Linked DNA regions of Arachis hypogaea: region 1 is linked to region 2. The links are chromatin contacts, called in public Hi-C maps. All regions are on one chromosome and are shown on one strand. Each heading gives the region's core, a stretch centred on a gene start, on an enhancer-like site or on the middle of the called end of the contact. The rest is flanking DNA. Distances are from core to core; before and after follow the strand shown.

The links. A called contact is a pair of places that touch in the nucleus more often than the background predicts.
Region 1: a contact with region 2 is called in a Hi-C map of leaf, with 3 times the contacts expected there. The contact joins the promoter of LOC112738365 here to the promoter of LOC112738363 in region 2. A contact is called at or near these places in 2 of 8 Hi-C or Micro-C datasets (leaf and an unstated tissue).

What each region holds. Positions count from the first base shown.
Region 1 is chr13:52,374,443-52,381,192 of arahy.Tifrunner.gnm2.J5K5, reverse strand. It overlaps LOC112738365 (protein TIFY 10A), which reads right to left and starts at 4,042. Exons shown (of 5, transcript XM_025788790.3): 1 at 3,385-4,042; 2 at 2,749-2,926; 3 at 1,958-2,277; 4 at 1,793-1,850; 5 at 952-1,406. The coding sequence starts at 3,550. The coding sequence ends at 1,301.
Region 2 is chr13:52,138,652-52,145,692 of arahy.Tifrunner.gnm2.J5K5, reverse strand. It overlaps LOC112738363 (mitogen-activated protein kinase kinase 6), which reads right to left and starts at 4,328. Exons shown (of 9, transcript XM_025788788.3): 1 at 4,084-4,328; 2 at 2,904-3,016; 3 at 2,555-2,639; 4 at 2,075-2,209; 5 at 1,334-1,558; 6 at 1,028-1,210; 7 at 698-921; 8 at 478-523; 9 at 155-380. The coding sequence starts at 2,983. The coding sequence ends at 288.

The sequences.
Region 1 (6,750 bases), core at 2,793-5,292, 240 kb before region 2:
AATTTACTCGAAAGGGATCAAAAGAGATTTAAGCATAAATGGGTTGGGTTTAGACACAATTCATGTCAAGTGCATTTAGCTTATAGCAGTTTTGAAAGGAATGCGTACGTGCCATTCTTCTCAATTTGTAGCTTAGTATATATTCTTTCAAAATTTGAACGCATTCTCATTTATCTACTATTCAAAATTGCTTTCCCTTTCTTACTCAGCACCATGTCCAATTAATTGGGTTATAGATCGTAATAAGACCAAGTGTTTTCTTCATATTAGGAGACCTCAACTTAGAATAAATCAAAGACCTGTTGCTGAAGAATCTGGAGAAGTTAGTTGTGATAGGTGAAATAATTAATCTAGTTAGTTAAGTCAGTTCTGAGAAGTTAGTTAGATGGTATGACACCCTGGCACTGGTAGTTAGATAGTTGGTTAATTTAACTACTCTAGTTTAGTTGATATTAATTTCTTTCTTACAAATTTTGTTATTCTCTCACACAAATGTTTGTATGTAATTTTTAATCATCATTGCTATCTAAAATGTAACCATAGAAAAATTCCCACTGACGCTTGCTCAAGGGATTGCGTACGTTCTAGAATTTTGTTTTTCTTTCTTTCATAACTTAGTTACTTTCCACATGTTAATCTTGAACTTCTCTTCTCTTCATCTAGATGCATGTTTTCACCTTAATTAATGAAAATCGTTGAGGATTCAAGTTGCCTTTTTGGCTGCCACTAACAGTAGAAGTTCAGGTCAGTGTTTGACCTTCACGTAATAAGATACAATAACGTCGTTTAATCCATGTAAGTAACTCCTATTTTTGTTATTAATGTTATTGTTTGTGTTTTTTATTATTATTGTTATGTCCCTGTCCATTGCCATCTTTTTTGCCATCTTATGTCAACGCAAATAGAGCGAATGAAAGACAACTCAAACAAGAATAGAAGAAGCACTACAAATTAATAATAACAATATATATATGTATTTGAATTCAAAATGATTAAGGTAATACGAAGAAATTTAGAATCTTAACAATAATTAGAAGAACAGGTAACACGAAATGAATCATCTTAATCTTTCCTTAAAAACATCAACGGAGAAAAATTAAGATGATCCATTTTCACATCTAACAAAACTAAGGTATAGTTAGATCTATGATATAAGCCCCAACAACAGAGCCCAAAGCTAATTAATTGATGGACAGACAGAAAGGCTAACCCTATAGCCCAAAAAAGACTTTTAACAATGGGTACACAACCCCCAAAAAAAAGGCACAAAGTTTATAATACTATATATATATAGCTGCACTCATTCTTGAGATTTAGCACCCAACTCAAGCCATGACATGGATTCAGCTGGCTTGTTAGCGCTCCCAATGGGATTTGCTGCTTGATATGGACCCTTTGATGCAATTCTGCAAAAATCAAAGAACATAAAATTAAGTCAATTGGGTAAAATCAACTTGATTAAAAGGTCAAAGCTTTAATTATATGTGAATTGCAGCTTCAATTTGTGCAAGGGGAAAAATCAATTCAAAAAAACTAATTTCATTTCATTTTTGAAGTACCTAGTAATCAAGTTTGTTTGTTTCAGTCAAAGGATAAAAAGGAGATTTTCTTTGTTAGAGGAAACCAAATGAAACATGAACCAAAGAAGACCAAACATGTGAGAAGCCTTTTATCAATTAATTTGATTTGAGGATCACAGCTCTAAAAAAGGTTAAAACATACAAAACATTGAGAGACCAAGCAAAACACCAATCTTTAAAATTGTTGTTTATTTTTGGTTGAGAGTGCCTACCTATCCTTTCTCTTCTCCAGGAACCGATGAAGCGAAGCTTTTCTTGCAATTGGTAGATCTGCATCGAAAGGAAAATTTACGATCAGCAAAAACTTGATCCACAACAGCACAAAAGGTTTTCTTTTCAGCCAAGTTACAAATAGTAGATCCAAAAGAATAATTTACCACAAACAACAGGTCTGGACTGAGGTTTTGAGTGCTCATGGATCGAATTGCTACCGGAACTAGCAACGATATTCACGTTAGGAAAGGCTTGAACACTCGAATCAGCAGCAGATGTTCTGGCCAAATTAGGAGGAAATGAAGGCTGGCTCTGAGTGTAGGTGTAGACAGAGTTGTTCTGGCTTTGAGAGACTCCTTTCTTGGCAAAAGCCATGAGCTCGTTCGCCTTCTCAGCAGGACAATCATCCAACACAACAACTTGACCATTATAGAAGATTGTCAATTGTGCAGTTTTCAGGCCCTTGCTCACAGACTTAACTGCACTGCAAGTCATGAATAAATAATCACACATTAGCCTAACCAAAAATTTTAATACAATTGGATTAAAGGTTTTTGGTAATGACACCCGTTAAGGATTCGAGAACAGGAAAGTTTCTAACATAATTTAATGTATTAGTCATAGTTACATGAAATACGGGAGTGGGTACGCAATACACAGCACGCCATATGCATGCGGTACGTGTAAATTGGTACCCGGTACCCTACATAATTGGTGAATTCATGTAACTAGGTTATGGTATTAGTAACTTAACCTTTTATTTCTTCGATTCAATTTTTCCACCAGAACCCTTAAATTAAATTGCAATCAAAGTAGTTCCCAAATTGGGATTTAGATATGTGAAATTCAATTAGTGATTAAATCTGTAACAATTATGAATAGGTATGTTACACATAATAAGCTTTTTTCCATATCAATTATCAAATTGTTAAGGAATGGGAAGTAATAAACAAACCTGGAATTGATCAAGTTTGGAATTTCTTCAGAGGGAAGATTGGCACGATAAGCACCTTGTGGAGAGAGCAAATCCATGGCTGTGCCAGTGAGTGTGAGGCTTTTTGGTGCAACGTTGTTTTCTTTGGTAGGAAATAGGTTCATAGTTGTTGCAGACTGACACGATGTTTCAGGTGACCCTGCACAATTTCCAGATTCAGATAAATTCTTTTTCGAATTAAAAAAAAAAATCTTAACTTTGTAAGGACTAAGGAGAAATTTTTTGGATACTTAGGTAGCACACATAAATACCCCAAAAAATAAAATAAAATTAGAACAAAGAATTGCTTCCTTTCATGAAATTTGTCTTCTCCCTATTTCAAAATCAAGGGCAAAATTAATTAAGCCATGTGTTAGATCTGTGAGTTTGAGTTTGAAAAAGATTAATAAATCAATTTCCCATACAAGAAACTTTCAAACCCTTAAGAAAGGAATTAGTTTGTAACAAAAAAAACTTTCAATTTCTTTTTTTTTTTTCCCCTTTAAAGTACTAGCCAAAAAAATATATATATAACCCAAAACGACATAATTTAAGAGCATCTTAAATTTTCGAAAATAATAATAGTGATAATAATTGGGAGAATTTAATTATCCATACCACTTGGTTCGGTGTTGCATGTGATGCCGAGGGTAAGATCTCCAAAGTTGCCCTTTTCTTTGATGTATTGACTCAACAAACTGCAAGTCTGAGAGAAGCTCGATTTTTCCGGTGACCTCGCCGGCTTCTGGCCGGAAATTTCCGAGTATTCCGACGAACTAGACATAGTAGCAGTATTCAACCTTAAAAGCACCCAAATATATTTGGCCGTATAAAAAGTTGAAGCAGCGTTAACAAATCCCTAATCAACGGTTGGAGATATTGAAGAGGATTCTAACAAAGAAGGAACCGCTATTTGTGTTTAAAGTACTGATGATCTTCGTCGCCAAGGACTTGATATATAAATGAGAAAACAATTATGACCAATTTTCATTGGCCCAATAAAAAATAAATATATTTGGTGTTGGAGGTGGGAAATTGAAGCACGAGGAATATGTGAGTGTTTTCTTTTTCTTTTATAAAAAAATAAATGAATAAAAAAAGTAAGAGGTTGCTTTTCTTGCCGCTGTTCTCGACTGTATTGTTATGCTGTTTCATTTGGTCTCTCCAACCCCACTCTCGCATTACTTTAATTTAATCCATTATCATCATTATCTTTTATTTTTGTTTTTACTTTTTATATTTGTTTGGCTTAGTTTGCGTAATTTTATTTTCCACCACGTGTTGTTTCCGCGTCAGTTAAAATTAATGGAAACGGCCAACTGATCCGGATTCCGTAAGGGGGGGCCGCCTTACTTTCCTTCCCATTTTTGCCTTTGTTTCCTCGAATTAATTACGTAAATATCCAACTAATAAATCAATTTTTTTTAACTTACTAATTCAAAAATATTATTTATACACCAAAATCAACTATTAAAATCAGTTATTAATATATTTATGTATAAATATATATATAATTTAATTTATTTTCTAAATTTAAATTTAAATTTTTTATGACAAATAAATAAATTTAAATTCTAAATTTTTTTATGACAAATACGTAATTTGATTATTTTAATATTTGATTTTTCACTTTATTATTTTTTCCTTTTATTTTTTTTTCTCACCAAAATTTAAGTTTAATTATTCTATTTCATTTTATAGTTTTATTTAATTTTTAATTAATTCTTTGAAATTTAAATAATTTAATAACATTTCTGCCGTTTAAAAAATTGTTCAATTAAGACCGTATTTTTATCAATTATTAAAAGAAAAAATTAGCTAAAGTTTTTACCAATATTCTATATTCAATTACTCTCATGCTCCATACATTAGACCAAATATCAGGTATGAAATCTCACATTTCCCTCTTTAAGAAAAGGAAAATAATAAAATTAAATAACATAAATATATATAACATGTTTTCATTGTTTAAGAGTAAGATGTGAATTAAAATATCCACACTGTTGCACCAACATACTAACAATGTATTAGATAGTTGGAGTGATGACTATTCATAAAACATTTCATCTATTTACTGTTAATAATAAATTAGGTACTTGATCCTCACTTTTTATTCTCAATATCACCACGTTCTAAATTATTTTTAATTTCATCATAAATTCTTTTTATTGTTTCAGTTTTAACCTTACGTTTTTAGATCAATAGGACAGAGACAAATGTGGGGTGAAATTTTTTCATATTAATCATTTTAATAGAGGGTTGAAATTGAAAGTCTTTAGAAACATTTAACGTTTGAAATGTTTTAAATATTTAGACACAATTAAAAGTTTTTATAAACATGTTTTTCTTATTAAAGTTAAGAATTTCATTAAGTGAAATAAAAGTGTTTGGCTCCACCATAGACCACCGTTACATATGATTAAAGTGTTAGAATAAATCAGTTTTAATATCTCAGATCATCTATATTGAATCACCAAAAATATATATCATATTCGAATGTGGAAGCGTACTTGAATTCATAAACATAAATCATATGACCGGAAGAGTTTGGATCTTGTGATTCTTTCGATCTTCTTCAACCAAAGCCTTCTGTATTCCTAGGAGGCTGAATCGCAACTCTTTTGATAGGGAAAGAACAACAAAAGCGACTTTTGGTATATTGGGCTGAAGGTCTATTTATATTTGAGCATGGCACCCATTAAACCCTTAAGTCCAAATAAAATAGTATCTAAAGCCCAAAAGATAATATATCTAAAATCCAAAAAGATAATTATTTAAGGAACAAAAGATAATATCTGGTTTTATTCTCATTTAATTCCAAATCAAAAGTAATAATGACTTATTCAATTAGCATTTAAAACAATAAATGAGATCATCATTATATAAGTCATTTAATTTGAAATAGCATAATTTGTGATTATAATTAATATATGTATTACCCACAAATAAGTTAGGAAATCAAATAATTTTCTAACAATCTCCCACTTTGGCTATACATATATTATTTCTTGACATAATCACATCTTTATGAACTTTATGCGCGCATCTGAATGCTATTTCTCTCATTACTTTAACAATTTGGTCCGTCTCATACATTAGATATGGAACTACCGCAGCTTTTATCACATTAAATGCCGTGACTAAACCACGCCAATCACCATCCTAATATACTCAACGACATAGATCAAATTTGGATGAGTAATATGGAAATTACATGCCAAGTGATCTCATGCATGTCTATTTCCAGCTGGTCCAACTTTATTGAGATCAAACACAATACAAATATTGCAAAATAAACATTTCACATAACATGAAATAAACCATCAACTTAATTCTGCAGAAAAATAACTCAATATCTGTCATAGGACATATAGCATAAACTCCCACTAAACCAATGCATCACAAATATTGACACCCATCCGAGCAGTGTGCTCATGAAAAAACTTTAGGGGTCAATCCCTTGGTAATGGGTCTGCTAGCATATACTCTGTTCCTATATGTCCTATGGAAATCTGTTTTTCTTAAACTTTCTCCTTAACAACTAAGAACTTGATATCTGTATGCTTCGATTTTGTCAAGCTCTTACTGTTATTGGAGTATAGTACTGCTGACTTATTGTCACAAAATATCCTTAATGGCCTTTCAATGTCATCTACTATATGAAGCTCAGTGACAAAGTTTCGCAACCATATGCCATGAAATCGAAATCGGAATCAGAGTTCCTAATGATCTCCAAATTTTCTGATATCCGATAAATAAGCATGTAATCCTTTGTTCGCTTTAAATAACGCATTATGCATTTAACAGCTATCCAATGATCCTGCCTGGATTGCTCAGGTATTTACCCAAGATTCCCATTATAAATGATATATCGGGATGTGTGTAGACTTGAGCATACATTAAAATCCCTAGTGCTTATGCATAAGGTTTATCATGCATTGCTGTCTTCTCAAGATCATTTTGGGGCATTGCTTTGAGACTAAA
Region 2 (7,041 bases), core at 3,079-5,578:
TCAAGTCTCAACGTCAAAACACAATATATTTATTTTAGTATCTCAAGTTGGTTCAAGGATGTAGGAATTTTAATGATGAAAGAATAAACTACCAAAATGGTGAAGCTATTGAATGCAAACATCTATTACACAAATAAGTTTAATGAAATTATAATTGAAGTTAACAATCTCAAAACTGACACGGATATATATTTCTATTGTAGCATCACGGACGAGAAGTTTTCATGAACTGTTTCAAGAGTTATGATTGGTCAAGTACAAATTTTACACATTGCATTTTAAGATCTTTATCTAGCAAAATTTACAGGGGGTTCCAAGCTACCTACTAAAATTCCAAGATCAAGATCTTTATCTTCAAACTTTTTTATGAAAGGATGGTCCTGTAAACACACAATAAGATTAGTAGAATCAGCATTTAAGAATTTTAATAAGATATAACATTTCATAAGTAAAAGAAAACAGCGTTAGGTTGCTAACCAGAAGCTCCAAGGATGTCAATCTATCCCGTGGATCTTTTTGGATGCTGCATTAAGCCAAATTGAACTTAGAATTGAAACAAGACAGTTTGTTCAGAATTTACAACAATTTTGGTGATACCGGATTAAACTAACAAATGGATCAAAATGACCACTTGAAATAGTTACTGATTTCAGTTTTCCTGGTAGGGACACAGAGAGTGAAACAAAATAACAATTACCAGGATGATACAAATGAACAGAACTCTGGAGAGAATTGATCTGCCGGAGCCGAAGGTGGAGGCCTTTCGACAATTGCTTCCAGAAGCTCATAGAAACTAGGGGAGCATTGCTGATCCTCGGATTGTATGTAAGGAAACCTTCCTATGGCGCACTCAAGTACTACCAAGCCCAAACTCCAGATATCACTGCTACAATCATAAGTGCTCCCACTAATTCTTTCTGGCTAAAAGAGGAAGCCAACAAATCAGTCTATTGATTATGATGAATTTGATTGTAGATACGAAGTATATTCTGGTAACATAGAGCCAAAAAAAAAAAAAGGCACATACCGACATGTAGTTGTAAGTTCCGACAAATGTATCTCTTTGGCCCATTGAGCTTGCCAACATAGCACTAACGCCAAAATCAGTAATCTTCACCTCCCCTTTGTGATTGACTAATAGGTTGGATGGTTTGATGTCCCTATGTATCACATGTCTCTCATTATGCAAGTAAACAAGACCTTGTAACACCTGTAATATGGACATGGCTCATAAATAATTAACCAGGGAACAGTAAATGAGCCTCAATTGTTGACAGGACTAGAATGTGGCAATTTCAACAAGAAAGACTGAAAGAATTATGGTCTACCATACCTGCTTACAAACCACGGCAAGATATGGTTCCAGAATTGTTTTAACTTGTCTGACTACATCTGCCAGAGAACCGCGATCCATGTATTCTAAGACAAGCGATATAACTCCGTTATGGTAGAATGAGTGGTAACAAACCACAACATGTGGACATTGTGAAGCTTGGTTTATTTTCAGTTCCTGAACAATCTGTTTTCGAATCTCCTCTTGTATGTTCATCTGAATGACCTGCAATGAAGGACAGAAGCAAAATGTACAGGGTTGAGACTTGAAAAACAATTTTTAAATTCAGTATGCTTTACTTTAAAATGTAATCCCTTACAGCAGCGCAAGATCACAATTTTAAACTGTGTTATTGAAATAGCTAAAAACATAGACAACAAACAAATAATATAGATCAAATTTTAGGAAGAAGCAGAAAAGGCTGATCTAGAAAGTACTTCTGAAAAGAATTGCAGCATAAAAGACACAGTTTCATACTAAGGTTGCTGTCTGCATCATGTCAAGGCTCCAATCTAATTAGCTGATGATCTCAAACCTGATCTTTTAGATAGCTGCCGTATTAAGATGAACATGTGAAACAAACTTCTGAAATAAGCATTGCACTTGTTTCAAAATTTTCATGTCATGAATCCATTTGTTTTAGAAAGGAACTTTAAGGAAACTATGTTGACCTTAAAATAATGTGTCAAATAAAAACCAGACGCAATTCAAATAAGGTTATTAAGTGCAGCATGTACTCGCCTTCAGAGCAAACAATCTTCCAACCCACTTATGTTGAACAAGTTGTACTACGCCACCACTACCTTTTCCAATCACTTTGATGGTCTCAAGGTCATCAAGGGAGAAATCGAATTCCAGTTCCTTACCATCAGAAGGCTGTCCAAACAGGAAAATTACAAGTCTAAGATTAGATGCTACAAGGAAAATGAAATTGAATCAAAGTCATCAAAATTGAAACTAACAATAATTGCTGCAAACGATAGTGCAATGTACATTGTGAGGAAACTAGTAGAGAAAATTGCAACCAAGTAATCAAAACTGAACACCATAACTGATTGAAGATAAGCAATGTAGTTTCTAGATCCTAATAAAGCAATGGAAGCTGGCTTTGAAATTCAACTCATTAGGCAAAATTTATGCAAAATTGAAAATAGTATATATATATATATTAGATTAGAAAGTAGAAACAACAAATGGGAATGTGGAAGAAATAAGAGCTACCCTTGATTCTTTCTCTTCAGAGATGAGACGCAGTCCTTTCTGATTTAACAGCAGATCTCCATCATGGAATGTGCCACTTGCAGTCCTGATATAAAGAAAGTTTTCTTCTCATATAAAGACAATTCCCCGAGCTTAAAACATGAAAAAAACAAGTAATCTAAGATACTGCATGTTGGAATTGTTGTCAAACTAACCCACGTGCTAAACTAGTATATTTTGGTAGCTAGCAACAACAAAGCATAAAGAGTGACATAAAGCTAACGACGGCAACTTTACATGCGAATTTAAGTGGTGAAGCTAAGAAGACATGGGTGAGTGTTAATAGAGAAGATAGAGAGAATATAATTACAGGAATGAAGTGATGGGTGTTTCTTGAGCAGGAACAGCAAGCTTGAGCTGCTTCAATGGTGTTTTGGTCTTCATCTTCATTTGTTTCTTCGTTATTTCAGTGTCAAAGAAATGCTGAATTGATTCAACAATTTGAGCGCACAGAAAGAGGAAGAGAAAGTGTTAGAAACAGAAGGGAAAAAACAAAGGTGGGGATACTTTTGGTATATTAGATTTATAGTGAGCATAACTTTGGTATATCATTAATTCAAATGAGGATGACCGCCAATATAATTTATGCGTTATTTTATAGGGAATTGGATGGCATGGTCTTTAATTAAATAGTTTATCAAAGATAAACTGTAAGTCATTCAATTGACATACGTTATGTAACCATTTAAGTCATTCAAAGGCCAACACTAAAACATATTCCCAAGTTCCTCCAACTTCTCAATTATTATGCTTCCCTTCATACTCGGCTGAAAGCTCATAACAATCTTGAGCCTATTAAGCATCAAATTGTTGAAACTATAAGCCACAACATTCCTATATGTACTGGAAGTGAAAATAACCAAAAAAAAAAAAAAATCACCTTACAAAACAAAGCAGAATTTGTAGTTCCTTTTTGAGTCAGTGAGAATCATTAAGTATGTAACATGTTTGAGAATACCTGTGCATATTAAAAATTCTCCACCCTTTTCTAGAATCAAAAGATAAAAAAATTAACAGGAAAGAAAAAAATGGTGCAGATTTTGTACATCATATGAAACTGGAACTGAATTTATTTACTTAAGAGTTTGTATTTACTTGGAGCTCCAAAACACATATCAAAAAGAGTAGAGGCCTTTGGTAGTAGATTACTGTTTCTGTTCCATTCAAATTGCTAGAATTGAAGAAAATTACGAGTAAATGAGGCTGAAACATTAAGGTACTGCTATGATAGTGTGACACAGCAAAAATCTACAGAGTGATTCAAAAACTGTATAGTCAAAAGTGAACATTTTCTCAAATCCAGGGGACACAATGATATACAGATCAAAAGGGAAATGTTCAAACACCAACAAGGACTAATGTTTCCATGAAATTTGAAATAGGGTCTGAGAAATCAGTTAAAATTGAACGAACACAGCACCAGAAAATCAACTAATTAATCAAGCAAATTAACAAGTCAACACAACACAGCAAAGAGAGGACTCACCTACCAGAATTTCGGTGACAACGGCGAGCAGAACGGCGACGAGGGAGAGAAGCAGTACGGCGACCACGGACGGTGGCAAGCAGAATTGTGGTGAGTAGATCGGAAGGAGCTAGGGTTTGAGGTGTGTCATAGTGCAGAGCATGTGTGACTGTGTTTAGAATTTAGACTAGAGTATAGAGTTTAGACCGTTGAGACTGAGTGAGACAGTAAGGAACACTTTACTAAGCTAGCCAGCTTAGCTTTTCCTTCAATTAAGTTGGCGCCCGCCGATTATTTAAACTAGTCTTTTTCTTTTTATTTATCTATTATATATCCGAAAAAGTATTAATTTTACGATCAAAATATATTACATGTGTTGAATTTGGAAAACTGAAATAATGAGTAAATATTATTAAAATATTATTAATTGTTTAAATTGCTTCCAATGGTTTGTTTGATATTTTTGTTAGTGTGCAGGAAACAAATTAGTTTTTAATATTGGGCTAAGATGTAATTAAACCCAATTTAATTATTGAATGGCCAGCCTTACACAAAATTTATTTCATAAATAGTGGTTAATATTAAAAAAAAAAAAGATCCAAAGAGGCTCAAGTAATGAGAGCACAGTTTGGTTACTAAACAAGTTTAGCCCAATAATAATTATTCACTTCAAGTGGCTAAACAATTAAAAGGCAAAAAAAAAGAAGGAAATGGTCCAAACCCTTAGTAACTCGTTCGGTAGTCACAAACCAAAGAAAATTTAAATTGCCAAAGTTATCATTCTTGGTTATTGAAAGTAAAAATCCAATTGAGTTTAATTTCATTAAAAACATGCTTTAGTAACTACACCGTTGATAATCGCAACTCCAAATTCAATTCAATTTAATTTGTATTGATGACTTCCAATGAAAGCTGTTCTCTCTTCTCTCTCCTCTCTTTTGCTTTCGGTCACATCTTTCATTAAAAAAAAAAGAAAGAAGAAAATTAAAACCAAAGCCTATGAAGAAAGACTAAGAAAGATTGTTTCCACAAAAGGAAAGATTTGAAGAAAGACTTAAAGATTTGTTGCCAAGGAAAGAATGAAATGCCTCGATTCATGAAGCAAATCTATCTTGAAGGCACAGCAAAGATTTATTTCCATTTTTGTGAAGAAGATAGCCTCTGAGTCTCAGGTAGGGAAGAAACAAAAATGGGAAGCTTGAAGCCAGCCTGGGTCAGACGCTCATCAACGTTCATAATCAATTCTTGGGGTCAAAGTCAAGATCAATGGCCAAGATTGAAGAAAATGGATGAAAAAGGTTGAGAGAGGTACATGCATGTAGTTTCGGTTTTTCCTCTCTCTTCCTTTTGTTCAAACCGTGACTTAACCTATGTTGGAAAAGAAGTTGCTGGGTTGGTTGAACCGGTTTCAACCTTGGGAGCTTCCCCTTCTATAATAAGGGTGAACGGCCAAGGGTTGAGATCAAGGAGTGAGAGCACACGTTTGGGTTCCCATAGTTCTTTGAGTTGTTTATTCTTCTCCTTCATGGCTTTCATTGAATATTTCTTTTTCTCAGTGAGTCTGTCTGTATTTCATTGGTAAAAGGCAAAATGTGAGGTTTTGTAAGAAAAAGCCAATGAGTGGAAAAATGCAGAGAGTTAAAGAAAAATCCATATTTATCTCAGAAATTCTTTGTATGTATTTTTGTTTTGTTGTCATGATCTTGAGGGAATTCCCTTACAAGTTGGGTTAGCACTTTGCGGTTGAAAGCCAGGTTTGAGTTCTAGTCAAGTTCAGGTTGGGTTAGAATCTGGACTTATTCCCTTGTAAGTTGGGTTGACACTTTGCAGTTGAAAGCTTGGTTTAAGTCCAAGTCAAGTTCAGATTGGGAATAGAATCTGGATTTGTCCCAGATAGGAATGGGTAGTTCCTAAGGAGAAATTAGTGTTTGTAATATTAAAAAAGAGATAGTGAAATTCTATTATTGTTGTGATGGAGATTGGATATAGGCCACATTGCACCTAATGGCTGAACCAGGATATATCTGCTGTTAATTCTTCTTCTCTACTCCTTTCTCTGTTTTTGTTAATCAGGAGATGAAAACAAAAGTGTCTCTCAAGGCACGAGACAAAACAAAAGTGTCTCTTAACTCGACACGAGACAAAAGCAGAAATATCTCCTAAAGTTTGGTTGAAAAATCAGAGATTGAGATTCAGCAAAAAAGGGGGCTAAGATTCAACCCCCCTTCTCTTAGCCACTGATTACCATCAATTGGTATCAGAGCTTGGTCTCAAAGAGATCAAGCTTCACAGCTTGGAGGAAAGATCCTGATGGTGAATAACATGAATTTTTACACAGTGGCTTATACTCTGACTGAAGGATAGTCCAACAACAGATATCCATTCTTCAAAAAAAAAAAAAAACAGCCGCTGATGGTGTTGTCACTCCTAAAATTGAAGCAGATTAGAACGAAGATGACAAGAAGGTAGAACTAAATGTCAAGGCTATTAACATGCTGAACTGTGCAACCAGCTTTGAGGAATACTTGAAGGTTTCAAGATGCAAAACAGCAAAGAAAACCTGGGATAAGATCCAAGTCACACATGAGGGCACCATACAAGTAAAAGAAACTAGAAGTGACATGCTGAGCAAAGAGTATGAGATATTCTCTATGAAGGAAGGAGAATCAATTGATGATATGTTCGAGAGATTCTTTATCATCATTAATAGCTTGGACGCTATAGGGATTATTCATTCCGAACGGATGCTAGTGAGAAAAATCTTGAGAAGTTTGACAAGAGAGTCGAAAACTAAGGATACTGTTATCTATGAAAGAAGTAACCTAAGTGAAATGACCTATAATGAGTTGAGAGAAAAGTTACTAGCATGTGAAATCACTCAAAAAAAATGATACAAAAAAAAAGGAGAGGAAAGAAGTGGCTCTTAAATCTTGCCCTGAATCATTGGATGATGAATGTAGTGACTGTTTATAAAATGACGAGT